Linked DNA regions of Zea mays: region 1 is linked to region 2. Evidence: chromatin contacts called from public Hi-C data. All regions are on one chromosome and are shown on one strand. The core of a region is the stretch at or near the end of the contact, and the rest is flanking DNA. Distances in the headings are between cores, read along the strand shown.

Region 1 (7,226 bases), core at 489-2,988, 160 kb before region 2:
CCTCTTCATCTGCTTGCAAAAATGTCCTCAAGACATCACTTTGCTTGAGTTCAGGGTGTGAAGCTATCCTGTTAACGAATAAATCCAGAGCTTGACGCCGCAATTCAATGAACTCCTTGCTAAACCGGAATTTCTCTGAAGAAAAAGAATAGAAATAGATTAAAAAAGATGCATTATCGATACAACTATTCAGAATTCCAGATGTTTTCTGTCCTCAAGAGATTAAATGAAAAACGTTGATACGAAAACCATAATTTGGGATCTTACCAACAGCATTCTTCTCCGGAAGAGGGGGTATAAAAATGCCTTTGTACCTCTCAGCAAGCCGATCATGCAACCATTCAAAATCACTATAGCGCCGAATAACAATTTTCTCTGGTCCCTCAAATTCAGGGAGGTTGGTCTGCAGAAACAAATGTTACTAGATTAGCAAATCAACAAGTGTTGAAGGTGAACAAGTTCCATATCTCGGTACAAGAAAAGTGCATAGTCACTGGCTATTAGACATAAAAGTTATCATGCCATTCCTATTGTAAGTTGCCTAGATAGAATCTTTCGTATAATTGATACAGTTTTGGTTTCTAATTCAAAACTTAAACATACAATTTTCACAAACTCAACACACAACCACCTGTCTAGTCATAACACCACCTTCCTCCATAGAACTAGTGCGACAACTCCTCTTCATTGCCCCTCAACTTAAATGTTTCAGAAACACGACTTGATTTCCCACTGTTTTCTTTTCCCAGCAAATACATTGCTGATAGCTCTACTGATTAATGCTCTATCAAATCTAGAACGACACATGAGTTTTGTAAACCAATGAGTTCCAATTACTACTGGATTACATCCGATATTAGTTCCAGATCTATATTAGGAGGCCGTGATCCAAAATCAGAGTCCCACTGATCCTGCTTTTATACCTCCACACACACACACACACACTGTGCAAACAAAAAAAAGCTCTAAAATCAGAGCAAGCACGCATGGGTGCAAGCAAAGCATATAGTCTGTGAGCACCATGTTACAAAAAACAACCACTAAACCAGGAGCGATTCACGAGTCACGAGTGGTATGGTACCGAGGCCAAACAATTGTTACCTTGGTGATGACGCGGTAGGAGATGTAGGACTGCACGCCGGTACCCATCTTTACGGGATCCGTGACGGAGATCGACAGGAACGGCGCCCCCGCCGCCGCCGACCGCTGGCTCTGTGACGAGCTCCTCTCCTGCGAGAGCCCCATAGACAGATTCAGCTCCAAATTCCAGCCGACCGAACCAATGGTCAGAAGCGCAGCAGAAGGTATGATGCGAAGGAGCGGGTATAGTGGTTACCGGCGAGATCATGGTGAGCTTCGCGGCGAAGTCTCCTCTCCTCGCAGGTGCGGCACGGCGAAGCGACGGGAAGAAGAGGACGACTTCAGAAGAAAGGGAAATGGATTTTTTCCCTGATTGGATTTTCCGTGGGTATTTTTGTTTAGAAGATTGTTTGTTAAGCTACGGGATTACGGGCTCGAGTCCCGACTTGATCCGAGCCCGCGTTCAGGACTGGGCCCAAGAGTGGTCGATCCAGAATCTGACCCGTCGAAACGGCGCACGAATCTCAAAACTATGGCATCGTCTTCTCCAAAGGGCTGGCTCCACCTCCACCACAGACTCGTGGACCCCAAATCTGCATCGGCACGCCTCCCATTTCGTTGATCACCTGCGCGCTCGTCGCCGTCTCGTCACCTCTCACCAGTGACGTGACATCTCCCCCACCCTCACAGTCCCACACTCACACTGGCACACGCGACGGCACGCGCTAGCTCAACCATGGATCGCATGCGACACAGGAACTCCGTCAGCTCCGAGCGCTTCCTTGGCTCCTTCGCCCGCTCCGCAGCTGCCGGAGAACAGTCGGCCTCTACGGCCTTCGAGCTTGACGAGGACGACCTCTTCTCCGCAGGATCCGGCTCGCCCGAGCCGCCGCAGCCGTTGCGCCGCCCACTCATCCTGTCCTCCGTCCGCCATGCAAACCCTAGCCCTGTTCCACGCCTACGCCGCCCGCCGGAGGGCATCCTGGACGCCCTCCCCGAGCGCCGCCGCTCGCCGCCTCAGTCCTCTTCATCCACGTCCTCGTCCCCCGCTTCCCCGGCTGCGGCCCCTCCCCGCATGATCCCTGCCGTTCCCCGCCCGGCGCCGGCACCGGCGCCGTATGTGCCGCAATCATTGCCGGTCAACGTTCCTGCGGCGCGGCTGCGGAAGCCGCCCGTGGTGATGGTGATGGGGGAAGCGGAGGATGAATACGAGGAGATGCTACCGCCACACGAGATGTTAGCGCGCGCGCGGGCTCGGGAGTCGCCGATGACGACGTTCTCAATGCTGGAGGGAGCCGGGCGCACACTGAAGGGGCGGGATCTCCGCCAGGTACGCAATGCTGTCTGGCGGAAGACTGGATTCCTCGACTGACCCGTGCCATTTGCACTGGCCAGTAGCCCTCAGGTAGAAGTGACTGAAAAAATTATATGGGAGTCTGGACATCTGGTTGTCATGCACACCTGTGTTTGTTAATTTTAGTCACGCCTGTAAAACATGTCTGCTCTAGTACTTGTAAACTCTTCATTTGGTGGGCTATAAGAACTAAGTTGAAATATGTCACACGAGTGATTCTGTGTTTGTTAGGAGCAATTTACTGCAATAAATAATAAGGTGTTCATTTTCAGTTGTTCTACATTTACTAGATGTGTCAATTTGTGTACATTGGTGTGATAGAGGAGTGGAGCAGATTGGTCTGATTTATGGATACTTGTCTTATGTTGTTCCTTTTAACTTAATGTAATCCCTCTACATCCTGATTCTTCAATGAATTCTAGTGAAGCTGTAACCATAGGATGTGGAGATCAATTTTTAGATGAATAGCTTGTTCTTGTGTGGCATAACGGTGGGATTATCTGGATAGTATCATGTTAGTCATTTTTAGTTTAGTCATTTGCGCTTTTCAGGCCACATATTACTACTTAGTACACATATATGATTAAGTTTGGAAACTTTATTTCTTTAAATGCTGTCAGTCCAATCCAATGAATGATGGACCAAAAGAAAGATACCCTTCAATTAAAAAAACCCCGACCTGCGGTGGTAAGACAGCCCCGGGACATTGTAAAGAAGACCTTCTCACACATTGTAAAGAATACCTTCTCACACAGGTCGAGAAAACCTTTGAACCCCTATCCCACCCATACAAAGTGACATCGTAGCCCATGTGAAAACGACCGCAACTGGGGTAAGCCTTAGACCTATGCTTTGGTGGCCTAACCAACTTAGCTAGAGGCCCTTTCGTAATACCCTTCTATTAATATCATTTAGGACCTTGTGCTTGTATATGGACAATCCAAAAGTCAAGAAGTTTGTTCTTGTGGGGCAACAATAGCATGATGAATACGAGGAACTATGGGGGCAAGAAACCTTGTAACAAGCCCCAGATTCCAAGCGGAGGTACTCTTCTTTAGTTTGAAATCAGAGGCATGTCTCTCCCTCTGGTCGTTCGTGGATTGTGTGATTATCTACTTGGCTACACTGCTTCACCTTGACACTTCTTTAGTCAATGATAAACCCATTTTTCACTGCCCTCTAGATTTTGACAGAAGAAGATAAAATGGAACTCTGTCTGGGATTCTAGGTTGTAATATGATTAAAAGTTTTGCTTTGCATCTTAGACTCTTAGTGGTAAAGTATTTACTGAATAAATCAGGCATTCAACCAAACTGTTGCAAAGTACAGGGGAATATCTCTTTTGCACATTTGAAGTCTATTCTGAATATTCTGATTATATTTTGAAAAAATAATAATCATTGGTTAGGTGCTGAAATGGTCATTGAAATAGAGAAACTACACCTTACTGAACTCCATGATTTATCACTAGATTGAACCAAAAGAAAATACTAGCAATGCTCGTCACCACTTCCCAGCTATGCTGGAGAAACAGGTAAGTACATGTTTATAGAAAAGGGTAGAATTATATCTGAGTGTTACATGTTTCAGGTGTTTCCCTTCTTTTTTTTAGCTCTTCTTTATGAAATAATGCAAATCCTGGAATGATTCAACCCATGGTTCCAAAGGTGACAAAGTGTATCCAGACCCTCAAGGTGAGCTGGCCAGCTGGGTACCTCTGAGCACCTAGACACCTTTGAAACAGAGATTTTCCCACTTAGGGCTTGTTCGGTTAGGTGTGGATTGAGGGGATTAAATCAACTCCTATTCTGAATAGGAGTTGATTTAATCCCCTCAATCCACACCTAACCGAACAAGCCCTTAACAAGATCTCTGGATGTTTCAACCTGCCCTGCCTGCTTTGGATTTTTAGATATAGAAAACCTACCCTTGCTAAATGCCAAAAGACTTAATAATGTAAAAAACCTGCGGGGATAAGACAACATCTAAGTATTGCATTAATAAGACCTCATACAAGTCGAGAAAATCGACGAACTCCTGCTCTACCCATACATAACGGCACCGTAGGCAACGTGAGAATGACCATGACGGAACCATGGACCTTTGGTGTGAGATAGACAAGAGATTTTTTTTAACCCCAACCTAAACTCAGAACCTCATGAGTGCTAAAAGACTTGATACTGTAGTCAGACCCTTCATACTGTAGTCAGATCAGGCCCAGCCCGTTACAAACCAGTGGATTTGAACATTCTTTACTGAGAGGCTCGTTTTCAATTGCAAATCAATGCAAGAAAAACATCAAGTTTGTAGTGCTCATTTATGACCCCAGTGAAAAGTTGAGGTTCTTTATTTTCCCAATAGACTGCATTTGTGGCGTGAACACAGATGTTAGTTGGGGAAGAAAAAAAGGGGATGAAAGTTTTGTTGAAGACACTCAATTAGGTGCTGGGCCCTGCAATTCATAAGGATGAAACTGAACCATCTGGAGGTAGAACCTGTTAGAATCTATACTGTCTAGGATCGATTCCTAAGTCCTTAGAAAACAAATCCGTAACTGGAAGTAAAATTTTGATAACGAGTAGATCTGATCTATTGAGAGGAATTGGGAAAACACACCTTATTGTTGCTGTTGTTATCTTCATATCGTCGCCCTGCAGAGAAGCAGCAGGCATCGAGATCCGAGCCGTTGTAGGTTGTCGCGTTTCCAGACACTCCGACGCCTAGGCGATGGGGCCTCTGGGGACTAGGGTTTTGGGGCGAGGTACTAGCGTTAGTTTTTCCTGCGACCCCTTAGTCCTATATTTATAGCGTCGTGTGCCTAGGGTCTCCAGCCGAGGTTAGTGTGTGGCCCTCCCAATCAAGGGCCCATTTAAAGAGATAGATAGTTGGGTTTAGCCCAATCCGGTCACTGATGACCAGCTGTAGAGGACACACCCAACAGAACCAACTGGAAGACCTTGCTATTCTTGATCTCCCAGTCTGTGCAAATAGGAAACAGATAGAACCAACTGGAGATATTCAGTATCATGCTTCCATGGAATAGAAGTAACTGTATCACCACCCAGGTATCAATCTGTGACGGTGGGCAGACAAACATGTCCCGTCTCCTTCAGTTCCATGTGTGTCCAAACTACACTATCCTAAGCTTCTGATGAAAAACATATTGTGAACAGCACATAGTTGGTCAGCCGTCTAATTCCTGCTCTTGTCTTTGAAAGTCTCTTCGTTGCACCATCTCTGGTGGTGTCCGTTTGCCGCAGTGCAGCCATGATAGAGCTGGAATAGCTGACTGGATTGGATGCCTCCAAAACCCGGTCCCTTGCCAAAAGAAGAAGAGGAGGAAGAAGAAGAACTGGCAGCACTGAATTTCATCATATGTAAGATCTCCAGGCTGGTTACAGTGGATGGACAGAATGTTTTGGACACATACAAGGGCAGGAAAATGATGGCTTGAAGTTTTTGGTTTGACTTTCACTCAGCCTCGTTCGAGTTTCACCCGCCACATGTATAGTGCCTGTACATCACTTGAGACCATGGCAGACAACTGCAGCCAGGTTAGCTCACTAGTCTGAGTAGTGCAGTAAACGGGCGAGTTACAGCTGCCCAAGACGTAGACTAACGTGACTGTCTGGTTTCAGAGTCAAATGCTTGACGCAGTGACATCCAGAGCAGCTTTGGCTTGCATGGCTGCTGGCTGCACGAAGGTGTTCGGTGGTGACTTGTTGAGGTCATCAAGGAGACGAGATTCTGCATCGTTGAAGACAGTGATCGGATTTTTATTTCTATTTTTGACAAATACTCTTGAGACTTTGCTAACATCCAGTTATCTTGTTACTGCCTCTGCTTTCAAATATATTGTTAAAAAATCATTTACGCTGTTACTGCCTTGATTGTTAAAATATATTACGTCGAGGAAAAGCTAACTGGTTCAAGCTTCTAATACATGGCATTACGGGCAATCTAGTTAGTTCAAAATTGAAGCAATTAGGTTCTCCTATATGGCTATATCGTAATATATTTAAAGACACATAATAGATTGTTTCCCCCATTTCAACTGCCAGAAACTTGCGTCCTGTTACTTACTCATCGTTCAGCTAAACTGAACTCGCTCCCACGCTGCAAACTGCATTATTCAGAGTTGCTTCTTCAGCTAAGCTGGCTACAGTAGCCAATTGTCATGTCTCATGTGGTGTAGTGCACAAGCACTGCACAGCTAATGAGGCTGGAATAAAGACTATTCCTTCTTTGTCAAAAAATAAAAAAGAACAGAGAATTGATCAGCGTCCTTTTGTCTGCAACGAAATGCGCTGCTGGATACAGATGTCGTTGATCAGTTAGACCAACTCCAGCAACACTCCCCATCCCACTCCGCATCCGCATTTTGCACGGTCTGAGGCACTATTGCGCTCTCCAGCAGGCTCCGCATCCGTCTCCGCAAAATAGACGCCGTGTACCTGCACTCCCCATTTCCACGCTTTCTCTCTCCTCTCCGCAGCTCTCTGCATGCGCGCGCGGCTGCTCGCGGGCCCCAGGTGTCATAGACTGCATGCGGAGTGCAAATACGGAGTCTGCTGGAAACGGAGACGGATACGAAGAGGAGAGAGAAACTGTTGGCCGCGCGTTTTAGGGATACGGAGAGAGAGTCTGCTGGAGTTGGTCTTAGTGGGGATGATCCTCGCTCCGAGACCAACAAAAGAATGGAAGAGATCTCCAAGAGATTTGGTTGCTCTACGTACGAGGAGGGCTTGGAGCTTGTTCACTTCTTCTGCATGTATTACAGAGGGGGAATTTC
Region 2 (6,403 bases), core at 1,443-3,942:
CAAGGCTAGCTTTCATATGGACTGTGTGCCAATCTTTTCGGTAGATTTGGGCGTCTGTGATGCCGCTGCTGCCTTTTTTTGTGCCCTGTGCTCTGTCGGTAAAAAAAAAACGTCTCCTTTCTTCGTCCCTGATCGAGCAACAGCCACGCTTGCATAAGCTCGTTTTACCGAGTTTTTACTGTTAGCCCAACAACTTTCCGGAAACAGTTTTCAAGCAGCATTTCTTGCACAAACTGAAGTAGTACTACGGAAGAGAGACGAGTTGTAGCTTTCACCGCGGTCGCGCCCGAGCCCGATCTGATTGCTCCGCCTGAGCGTCCTCCACAAGGAAACAAGACAAACGAACTTGTCTTAAATCCTTGATACATACATGTTCCCCTATTAGCTCTCGTCCGTGCATCCTACGAGCCCTACCGCCCCTACGACCTGCTGGACCATCAATAATGCTGACGACGCAATTACGTAGCCATCGTTATCTAACGCTAACAGGCTATCTTCCTTTTTTTTTAAGAAAAGGTCGACACTAGTAGCGGGAAAAAAGTAGGTAAGGATTCTGCGGATGCTTACGATGTGCTTATCAAAAAAACTCGTATGATCATTTAAAACACTGTTTATACTATACAATATACTATATATAGAGTAAAGTTTAAATATGAATATAAAAATGGATAAATTGCTGAAAATAGCTTTATTGGACTGAGAAAACCGATACAGATATCAATTAAGCTGATGGCCATTCTGTTCCTTATAGATAGACCTCCGAACACCTCTTAGAAGAACTCGTCACAGAGAAACACGTGGAGTTTATCCTAAAGGACGATACGATAACATCTGGTCTGGCTGATTTGCCGAATTTTAGGGACATATATATATTTGTCCCTGCTGCTCTACTTCAAATTTGAGCCTGTGGCGTTTCCAGAATCGTTTTCATGTGATCATGTCAGCCACTAGTGTGTACCACGGCGTTAACCTTTATTCGATTATCTCCACGACTCCACCCCAAATTGGAAACCTATACCACCCTGCAGGATGCATATAGCTGTTCCAAGACAATGCAATTTAGCATCATGTAGATCGGATAGGCTACACCAAAGCGGAAATGATCGTCGTCGGTCCGATCCAGATAGTGATGTGATGTACTTTCCGCATTCCAAATAAATTAACCTTTTAGTTTAGATACGAAAAGTAAAAAATGTGAAAAGGAGTGGTCATAAAAAACGAAGAGAGTCAAAGAGAAGCAGAGATATAGAGTGGAAAATAAAAGAAGATAAAAGTACGTTGAAAAATAAAAAAAAAATTATACCGTCTAATTGGTTGGTCGCATCGTCTCGCTCTATGTCACTACGTGCATTTAATTTATCTGAGCATTTGTTTAATTAACTAATATCTAGAGCATGAGTTACATGAGTTGATGCAAAACAAATTATTTTGAAGCTCTTTAGCTGCATCTACTATTACACAAAAATACTCGTTTCTGGTCGGTCTGGATCGGGCGAGCGTGCCAATCAGCCGGATAATGATTTTGGTGAAAAAAAATAAATCCTATAACACTAACGACTAATTATCTATTTAGGAGGACAGAGGGAGGGAGCAGACGACAACGAGGCAAGAGATTATGGAGCGGTCCGGCCTTGGCGGCAAAATTCGGAAAAGGAAAATATTCCTTTTGCCAACAGCACACAGCAGCGTGAGTAAACGCCGATACGCAGTACGGGGCCCGGCGAGATGTCGTCCAAACTTTTTTTTTTTTGCAGCGGCGAAGGCACGTCCAATCTCCCACAGTAAATGGAAGAGACGACGACGACCGGGGGAAAGTGTGGAGAACAGAACGCAACAGGCAGAGCTTTCAGAAGGGCGGAGGAGAAACGGAAAGAGGGGCTAGTAGCCCTTCACGGCAGGCGCCAGGCGGCCCTGCTGCTTGCTTGCTTGCTCCTCTCACGTCATGGGTAAATGCAGGTGTGCAGCGTGGGTCTGGTCGTCTCTCTGGTTTCGGCTTGCATTGCCGCCCGGTTGCGTGCTAGGTCCATGCCTGTTGCACTGCACTGTCCGCTTTTTAGTCGACAGCGGCGCGCCACTGTTTTAGCTGCATCACCAACTCAGCACTGTACATTGTTCCTGGGCCGGCGACGTGAGTTTCCTCACGGATACTTTGTCCTTTGACAGTAGCAGCGAGAATACTAGTAGGCCACTGATCTGATCATCACTGGGAGCGGGGGAAAAAACGCCAGTAGCACGAACCAACGAAATACTAGGAACGCAAGCGGCCGGAGACCATCTTTTCCGTGAAATGAATCTTTGACGTGCTAGTGTTCGTTGAAAAGACACCGAAACCTTCGCGGTGAAAAACAAAGGCAAGGTCCTACGACGCAGCGCAGGTAAGGTACCCCTGCAAATCAGACATTTTGTCCTCCTGTCCCTCCTGCGTTGCAAATTGCACGCGCAAGTGTCGGTCTTTCAAGCCTGCTGGATCGTCTGTGTACACGATGGGACTGGTGCTGTGACGTGAAACTACAACTGTTCCAGCACCAGTCCCAAGTGCTCACGCCCCACGCGGCCGCACCGTGCGTTGCGTGGCTGCGAGCAGATGGAGTGCGTCGCAGAAGATCCCGCCCGTTTCCTGCTCACCTTTTTCCCTCGCAAACTCCTTTAAAACCAAGCTGCCCTGCCCAGCCCAGCCGTCCGCCCTTGTCTCGCTCTCGCACAAAAAAGTCTGCAAGCAGGGTTAAGGCACGCACCAACCTTTCCTCCTACCTCTACTCCTGTTCCTCGGGTTCATCTTCACCTCGAGCGCTGCTGCGGCCATGGTGACCAGAAGGCTGGCTCTGAGCTCCCTCTTCCACGGCAAGGCAAGGGACACTTCCTCCTTACCACCGCCGCCTCCTCCTCCTCCCGCACCAGCCTGGCCATGGCCGTCCAGCAAGAACCCAAGAACGACGCAGCCGCAGGCAGCAGCAGCAGCAGCAGCAGCAGGCGCCAGGACCGTCGCCTCCATCGTCCTCGACTCCGCCGACTCGTCCTTCACGGCCTCCTCCGCGCTGCAGGAGGACTGCTGCTGCTCCGACAGCCTCTCCACGGCGTCCGAGGCGTCGGCGTCGGCGTCGGCGGCGTGCGACGACGCGGCGGCGGACGACGCCGTCGTCGTGCGCGGGGTCCGCTCCGACCGGCTCCTCTTCGACCCAGGCGCGTCGGCCACCAACTCCATCCTCGAGGAGAAGTCTGCCACCAAACGGGAGCAGGCGTTCGGCGGCGCCGTGGCCGTCGCGTTCGAGTCCGCCGACCCGTACGTGGACTTCCGGGCGTCCATGGAGGAGATGGTGGCCGCGCACGGGATCGGCCGCCACTGGGGCTGGCTGGAGGAGATGCTGGGCTGGTACCTGCGAGCCAACGACGGCGACACGCACTGCGCCATCGTGGCGGCCTTCATCGACGTCGTCGTCGTCGCCGCCGTAGCCGCCGACCCGGCTCGCTCTTCGCAGCAGGCCTCATCTCGCACGTCGTTTGCGACGGGGGAGTTGGAGGTGGCAGACAAGGGCAAACCAGATGGAGCCGGAGCGCTCGCCGTGTCATGTTTGGATTAAGCTGAGCTAAATCTTCACAGTTTATTTGCATTACCTTATTATATATGTAGTACTACTACGTGTTAATCTCGTCGTTCTAAAATGTGTAGAGACTAGAGAAGAGTACTAGTGTACGGTTCTCTTGACGATCAACCTATGTCGTTGACCCACCTAGACGTACGAGTACGATCGATCAACCTATGCAGATTATTCTGTGTTAAACAAGATCGAGGGGCGAACCGTACGTACCATGCACGCACGCATGGACTACGGACGGGTCACGAGTCCATGGCGAACGAGCAAAACGGGTACTCCTGTCCATCCCCATGCCCTACGAGTAGAGTTTATTAGATGTCATAAGTTTTACTTTGTTTTAGAAAAAAAGAGAGAAATGTTAACATCTACCACGTACCAATATTACTATATCAAGCTACATTTCATGTCGACTTTAATTAACGAAACTAATATGTTATTGTAGCTATTGATTCAGTTTTTTTCTTTTCTGTAAGCTTAGTAAAGCAAGAGGATTCGATTCTTCTGTGTGCAAAGATGCACCGATAAAAAGACGAAGCCAGATAGATGCATGCAAATGGTGCCGACCGGTAGTAGTGCAGACTGCAGAGCTGCGGATCGTACATGGTGCCTGCCAGTGGGTCACCCGGTTGCAAGAGGCTATCAAAGTATGAATAATGATTACGATCGTCGGGGAAATAGTGGTACATCACACTGTCTAACAGTAGTCTTGTGCTCTACACACTTGCATCCATAGTGATATCCAACGACGCGCGCGCACCGTACCGTGGACCACCACCACCACACTCGATGTTCAGTATCGTCATCACACAAAAATATCGGCAAACTAACTAGTTTCTTTTCTTAATGTTACAAATAACGCGATTGTCAAATAAAAATGTTGTTAGCTATAAAGCTTTTTGAGAGCCGAATTTCAAATAAAAATTAGGATGCATTTTTTGAGAGCCGAGATGATTTCAAATAAAAATGTTTTTAACTATAAAGTTTCATAATTTTTCGAGACCCACAACTTTTATTTTGATAGTTTTATCATCCGAGGTCGTTTAAAAACTCAAAAAAATAAGGATATAAAAGATTTCTAACGGCGGTTTTTCTTTTTTCTTAACGAACAATCTCTAGAAATATAATTTATATCGACGATTTTATAAAGAAACCAACATTTAGAAATAGCACTTGCGGTTGATAACAAAATCCACCTAAAAAAATTAAACTTCACTTCATGATTTAGGACCGGTTTTTGGAAACTTCATTTTCATAAGTTTTTTTTTATTTTCCCAAAGAAAAACCAACTAATTTCTTTTGAAAAAATAGAAATCACTTGAAAAAATAGGGTTCCAAACTAGTCCTTAATCTTTTTTCTACTAGTGTCAAGTTCTTTAATGAACTTAGGTGTCGTTTGGTTTCCAAAATGTAACGTAAATGGTAACGATAATGTTTTGCATTTGATTACCAGCAATAACAAGTTTAAATAGGCTGCTATCAATTTCTAGTGTGGTATCCGATTACGATTAGACTTAAACAAATATAATTTAACGTTATTTGTTACCTATTACATTACAAACATATAAACCAAACATCACCTTACTTTCTCTTGGCCCAACCTTTGAATCAATATGTAGGATGTTCCGATGTTCCGACTTCCGGGAAGGTGGAATATGTGTAAATCCCGCATAACAAATATCGCAATCCAAGTAGATCAATGGAAACATAAAATATCAAAATAAAATATTAAGATATGTAAAATTTATTTTCCCGAGCTTCAGACTCCCTCGAGTCCTACGCTATAGGAAAATAAAGAAATTTTGTCCGGCTCCGAAAGATTTTAAAGATGTCGTGTACAGAGGATGAATAGTAATTCTTATAAATTAGAAATTAAAATATAAAATTGCTACAAGACATTTTCAATTGCTCATAAATCCTAAATTAGAGTAAGACAACTTCTCTACAAAGATACACTAAATTTATAAAAGTTACTGAGCAATCCTAAAAACATAACACCTCGAACATAATTGATTAGTCATAGAAAAACAAAGTTATCGCTCAACTTTACAATACCATATGGTATAAAAAAGATATATATAGTGGAGGTTCTCAACCTATTTATATTGACGTTTTTTAGAACCGGCAGTACTATGAGCCAGTATAATATTTTTTTTACACGCGGGTAACTGAGAGTCGTAGTGAAAATCGATTTCCACTGACAGTCAAGATAAGAAAACCTCAAGTGTATTTTTTCCATGAAACATAGAAAAGGTTTAGAAAAATAAACCAGTGACCTCACCCTCGCGTGAAGCCTCTTCTACCATTCCGCTTATGACATGTCTTATACCTAAACTACAGTTTTTTTTACTAAGTTCCTCGATGAACTTCTTTTCTGTTGGCTCAAGCTTTGAATCAATATGTAGGATGTTCTGACTTCCGGAAAGGTAGAATATTTGTAAATCCCGCATATCAAATATCGCAATCCAAGTAGGTCAATGGAAACATAAAATATAAAGATACGTAATATTTGTTTTCCCGAGCTCTTGCTCTTCAGATTCCCTCGAGTCCTACGCTATAGGAAAATAGAGAAATTTTGTTGATCGAAATAGTTTCTGTGGACTTCTCCACGAAAAAATTTCGTTGAACAGAATCCTAGTGCTCGTGTCTCCTTCAATTAATTTCTACAGAGAGAGGATTAGCTAAACAAGGTCTTAATAAAAGAATTTAACAGCCGCGCAAGTTAACTGGTCCATTATTGTTTTCGTGTTGGTTGAGTTGAGGCCGGAGCCCAATGGGCTAGGCTGCTATTGCAAATAACAACCGCCAAGGCC

What was found. A called contact is a pair of places that touch in the nucleus more often than the background predicts.
Region 1: a contact with region 2 is called in a Hi-C map of leaf, with 4 times the contacts expected there. The contact joins the promoter of LOC100276582 here to the promoter of LOC100274098 in region 2. A contact is called at or near these places in 9 of 25 Hi-C or Micro-C datasets (bundle sheath, ear, leaf and 3 more).

What each region holds. Positions count from the first base shown.
Region 1 is chr3:181,304,319-181,311,544 of Zm-B73-REFERENCE-NAM-5.0, reverse strand. It overlaps LOC100276582 (senescence regulator), which reads left to right and starts at 1,738. Exons shown (of 1, transcript NM_001150336.2): 1 at 1,738-2,714. The coding sequence starts at 1,817. The coding sequence ends at 2,452. LOC103650974 (sorting nexin 1-like) reads right to left here and starts at 1,439. Exons shown (of 11, transcript NM_001301564.1): 1 at 1,337-1,439; 2 at 1,102-1,230; 3 at 268-403; 4 at 2-135. The coding sequence starts at 1,348. It overlaps LOC118476728 (a long non-coding RNA gene), which reads left to right and starts at 4,709. Exons shown (of 2, transcript XR_004857307.1): 1 at 4,709-5,988; 2 at 6,073-6,315.
Region 2 is chr3:181,146,084-181,152,486 of Zm-B73-REFERENCE-NAM-5.0, reverse strand. It overlaps LOC100274098, which reads left to right and starts at 2,692. Exons shown (of 2, transcript NR_158625.1): 1 at 2,692-3,865; 2 at 4,072-4,363.